Linked DNA regions of Zea mays: region 2 is linked to region 1. A link is a contact called in public Hi-C data. All regions are on one chromosome and are shown on one strand. Each heading gives the region's core, a stretch centred on a gene start, on an enhancer-like site or on the middle of the called end of the contact. The rest is flanking DNA. Distances are from core to core; before and after follow the strand shown.

Region 1 (2,674 bases), core at 61-2,560:
ATGAAGGTTTGTCCTTCATGACCTTCGCCTGAAGATCATTATATCCTAAGGGAGATAATGCTTCGAAGGACGAATGTCTTTAACCATTAACATTTGTGTTGCCTTGTTCTTAACTCATAGCATTTGAGGACAAGTGACCAACATCTTCCAACACTTAGTTTGCTCTTTCAGTTTGCCCATCTGTTTGAGGATGATAAGGTGAACTAAAGTTTAGCTTGGTATCCATGGACTCATGTAGTCTTTTCCAAAAGCGTGAGGTAAATTGGGTTCCTCGATCTGATACGATATTCTTTGGTACTCCATGCAGACAAACAATCCTTTACATGTATAACTCTGCTAACTGGGTTCCTAAGTAAGTTGTCTTCACAGGTATAAAGTGTGCCACTTTAGTCAACCTGTCCACTATAACCCACATTGAATCATAGCCATCTCGCGTATGGGGTAGTCCAACTATGAAATCCATATTGATTTCTTCCTATTTCTATTCCGGTACCTTGAGAGGTTGTAGCAATTCTGCTGGTCTTTGGTGCTCGGTTTTAACTGACCCGAGCCGTACATCAACAGATCCACGATCTGGATTAAATCATGAAGGGTTATCCCGGGTTTCAATCGCAACCGTCTGTGCTACGGTCTCTTCCTCTCAGCACCAGCACGCGGTGGCGCTGCCCACAGCCCGCGACGAAGAACTCCGACGAACCCCCCCCCCCCCCCGGAATCAGCGACCCACTACCCTAAGCTAATCCTAAACGATGCAACGCGACGAAGGAATGATGTCAAACAAGTAAAGTAGATACTCATCAGCGGTTGGAGGCGCAGAGAGCACTGATCACGACGAGGGGTAACTCCGCGGCCTCGGGGAACTCCTATCAGGAATTCCGAGTTCCTCGGCTGAAGATTACTCTCGCTGTGACGATTACCACCACCTTGGGAACAATTCTAAGCTCCCCGACCCAGTGCAGAGACCCAGACGACGGATAATCCACGCAATCTCCACAACGGCTTGGTTCTTCACCCCCGGTTCGCGACAGTCAGGCACGGGTTGAGTGGTTCAATGGAAAACCACAAGGTATGCTTATATATACTAGGGACCCGAGGATCTAGAGGGGTACAACGTGATTCTTGATAACTGAATCGGCGATATCTCCGCGATTTGTGCGGCAGAGTCCGCGCCATACGCGCGTGCAGCGAACAGAGAAGAATCTGACGTCCCAGGTCCATGATGTCTGTGACTCATCTTCAAGCGGGTGGGTGTTGAGCGACTGACGGTGTGGGTCCCGCCAGGCAGAGGGACGCCCGAAGCTGCTCCCGTGAACGGATGAGGGCTGATTCGTAGGCCCCATGCGCCGGTCACACGGCGAAGTGCGGGTGTGCGGCTAAGAAGCTGTGACGTGGGCCCGGCCTGCCAGTGAAGGCGCGCGCGGGAGAGTAGAAGTGGGCCAGCGGGGAAGGTTTTCAGCCCAAGCGGCCGTGCAGAGTGGGAATATGGGTGGGCCGAAAAGAATGAAGTCAGCCCAGGTGCAGGTTTGCCCATTTTTTCCTTTTATTTTCTTTTCAATTTCCAATTTGAAGTTTTCAACCCAAATTCAAATTCCTGTTTTGAATTTTAGATTCCCAATCTCAACATTATTCTAATATGAATATAAATCTTACTATTTTTAATATTATTATTTATCTTTCGTCCTTTTATTTAGTAATGGAGAGGGTAGTGGTCTTAATTAGAATTCCTCCCCTTTTTATTTCTCTTTTTTTTGTTTTATATTCCCATTTACCATTTAAATTCAAATTTTAAATTATGATTCCTTTGTTTTGGTAGAAAACATTTTCAAAGGTTTAATTTTTATCAGGATATGATTTAGCTAACATTATTTTATTATGACCAATTACTTTAGAAAAGGGGTGCATTTTAAAGTCTAACTGACTCCTCTCTTGCGCCAAGCTGCTGCTATACTTGGCACTGCCCCTAAAGCTGCTAATTATGGGATGAAGTTGGAGCCACCAGCGGTGGTTGCGGTAAGGCCCACGTAGCTGGAGAGTGACTTGTAGAAGCTACCAAGATTGTAGGTTGTGAGGATGGCTGCTGGTTACCCACATACGCTAGGATGTATGGGGAGTAACACGAAGCAGTATGTAGAACTTGCTTTGGTTGGTTCTGTCGTGCTTCGACCTCAGCTATCTCCTTCTATTTTTGTATTGTAACTTGGCAGGTTCTTGTTGTGTGCCCATTATCCTCTCCACAGAATAAGCAAAATAGTCTTCTTGGTTGAGAGTTGAATCTCCCTCCGAAGCTATGCCCTCCTCTACCTCTTGGTGCTGGCAGTCTGAAGGAGTTTTGTTGAGTCTCTGTTGACTGGGAACTGTGCTGGTGCCCTTGATTATGATTGTTCCTGTCCTCACTTTGACTGGGATTGTGTATTGTCCTGACATGCCTTGGATGAAACCTTCCTCCGAAGCCCCTGGTCATCTCAGAATATCTGTAGTCTTCCTCCCTTCTTTGTCAGAAATCATTGTCAGCTCTAATTTATTCATCCATCTTTTGGAGAAGCTTCTCCAAGGTTTGGGGAGGCTTTCTGGCAAAATATTGTGTTGTTGGACCTGGAAGAATTCCTTTGATCATGGCTTCAATGACAATCTCATTTGGCACTGTTGGCGCCTAAGCTCTGAGGCGTAAGAACCT
Region 2 (2,674 bases), core at 92-2,591, 380 kb after region 1:
ACATGTCGGGAAATATAGTAATCAATAAGCCTAGTACCTGATTGACCCTGCCCACAGACTTTATCCCTCATTGGTCCTGAGACAGGGTCTCCCATGCTAGCTATATTGGGTACAAGTGCGGCCATTGCACGACGGCGGCCGGGGTAAATGGAGCATTGTATGCCAAGGCCGTGAGTCCTGATCTGTTGTCGGGGAATCGATGGGGACAACTGACTTGTGTAGGGACGGAATGCCCTTACATGTCGCGTGTTTAGGTTTACCTTGCAAGGTTAAAACTCGATTCGAATCGTCTGCTTCTCACAGCTAATGAGACTGCTTGACCCATTGTACTGCATCGAGTAAGAAGTGAAATGAGGTTTCTTGAGATAATACGTTGATTGCATTAAATGACTATTACCATGTATGCTTAGAAAGGAACAAACCTAGTTTGAAAAAGTACTATAAAACTTGAAAAGCTAAAACTTGTTTTAGATTCAGCTAGTGCTTTTGACAAACCAAACCCCCTTAGCCAAACAACTTCATGGTCTAGAGGTAGAGGAGTAGACTCATCACACCGGGTAAGTCTAGCCGAGTATTAGTATACTCAGCCTTGCTTGTGGCATCATTTTTATAAGTTCACTTCAAGACATGGTTGATGATGTGACTTGGCCAGCCACCCTGCTACTGGGTTGGACGGTCGAGTGGATACCGCCTCGGCAGAAGAGGACCAAGGGAAGTAGTGGGTCAGGCCTTCCCTATTCCTCGTTATCGACGTTATTTATCACCCGCTGCAATATTAAGAACATTGTTATCTTTTATCAAACTCCGATTTGTGTTGTTTTTATTTGTGGTTTCATATTTATTTCATTCTCTGAGTCTCACCATTGTATGATCTAATGGTACTTGATCCTTGGTAAGTTGTTTTATAAGACTATATCCGAAGAATTGACATGTTATTTTGATTTAAGTGTGTCGCTGACTTAAATGCGCGACTCGTGTACTTAAGCTTAAATAATCACCGCCTCTTTTGCGCATGCTCTGCCTCTCTTCCATGCATGTTTCCCTCGCTTTGTGGCCTCGCTGCTCGCCCCGACCCCGCCTCCATCCTGACCTCCCTCGCCTTGGCATCTCGCCTCCTTGGTCGACGGCCGCGGTCTTGTTGCTCGCCGTAAGTCCGCACCTCGGCCGGCCTCCATCCCGAGTCTATTTTAGATAATAGTATTGATGGTTGTATAAAAAATCTATACTTGCTCGCGAAGGAAGTACAAATTCGTAAAGCACTGTGATAAAAAAAACAAAAAAGCAATGTGATAACTAAATACATAAATAGAAGCAACTCGCACCATCGCCTTCCTCTGGTGCTCCCGTCCTGCACATCTCTCTCCTTTCTCCTTTCCTTCTCTTATTTCTCTCACACAAAACCCTTTCTATCACAAGGCGATCGATCCGACGCCTGCTCCTCTCTCTTCAGGGGCCGCCGCCGATAGTAGATCCCTCACCATGGCGGCGGCGGAGATCTCGGCGATGCTGGACCTTCTAGTTGCCTCCGGGGAGACGGAGCCGCCGGTACGCCGCCTCCGGTCGCCCGCGGCGCGCCCGGGGCTCGAGGCCCTAGCGGGGGCCCTCGCCGCCGGCCAGTCGGCTGACCCAGGCGCCGCACGCACCGTTCTCGCTGCCGCCCGAGCCGTCGTGTTTCCCGTCCTCCCTGCCTCAGGTGTGCTCTCCCGATCCCGCCCACCAAGTCCTTCCCGCTTCTCCCTCCTGGATGGATTCCCTGGGCCATGGGTTGTGGCTTTGCTGTTACGATCGCTAGTTTTGGATTTTTATCTGTATATAAGCTGAGTGCTAGACGCGCTGCTACTGATTTATCTTTTATTGCGTGATCGTAAATTGCTTATGCTAGTTAGAAAATAGACAGCAAGATAACTATCGCCATCTGTTTGATTGCTGATAGCTTCATATTAATTCTTCTTTCTTCTAGGAAGACATAGATATACTCATGCTTTAGTTGCTCTGTCCTTTTTTGGATTTTGATATGATGTTTTAGTTGCTTCATTTCTCTTTTGTTTTTGATATGATGTTAGTCTATAATCCACACTCTCTTGTTTGGTCTATATAGCATTGTTTAAAGTTCAAAGATGTTTCACACATAGCTCAAGGTTTTCTTTACTTAATACTCCCTTCGCCCCAAATTAAAATTCGTTTTTGCCTTTTAATGCATTCATACAATAATTAATGTATGTATTTTGTATATATATATGCCTAGATTCATCATCATCAATTTGAATATAGACTTAAAAAACAAGTGCTACAACGACTACTAAATTGAGACAGAGGGAGTATTAAGTAGCAGTCTCCCATTTTTCAGAAATCCTGAATATCGTTCCTGTTTCACTCTTTTAAGGCGTGGTCCACTTATGCATTCTGCTTGAGTCTTTATGTTTTGTGATGTGAGATTTATAGTTTTGCTTGTTCTTGGGAACCATTGGGCACTATGAAGTCATGAATGCTTGCTTTTTCTCTATACATTTTCATGAATCTTTTGATACTACAAAGAGACCCATTAGAACTACATTTAGTCAGTTGAGAACTTCATATGCAAATTTGCACTTCAAATGCATGCACTCATGCATGGATCAGGTTCACTATACTTCTCCCTGTGGTTGGCGAATCATTATTTATCTTTACCTAATTT

The links. A called contact is a pair of places that touch in the nucleus more often than the background predicts.
Region 2: a Hi-C map of leaf shows a contact between it and region 1, with 5 times the contacts expected there. The contact joins the promoter of LOC103633920 here to the enhancer-like site in region 1. A contact is called at or near these places in 8 of 25 Hi-C or Micro-C datasets (ear, leaf and tassel).

Annotation. Positions count from the first base shown.
Region 1 is chr7:74,061,176-74,063,849 of Zm-B73-REFERENCE-NAM-5.0, forward strand. No RefSeq gene overlaps it. Among protein-coding and RNA genes, the nearest start is that of TRNAK-CUU, 240 kb to the right of the region's middle. Within about 2 kb of position 1,311, at least 17 of the 20 cell types and tissues checked have an H3K27ac peak or open chromatin away from gene starts, as enhancers often do. A contact at or near this core is called in ear, leaf and tassel, where this site is marked.
Region 2 is chr7:74,442,158-74,444,831 of Zm-B73-REFERENCE-NAM-5.0, forward strand. It overlaps LOC103633920 (auxin transport protein BIG), which reads left to right and starts at 1,342. Exons shown (of 14, transcript XM_020540740.3): 1 at 1,342-1,693. The coding sequence starts at 1,480.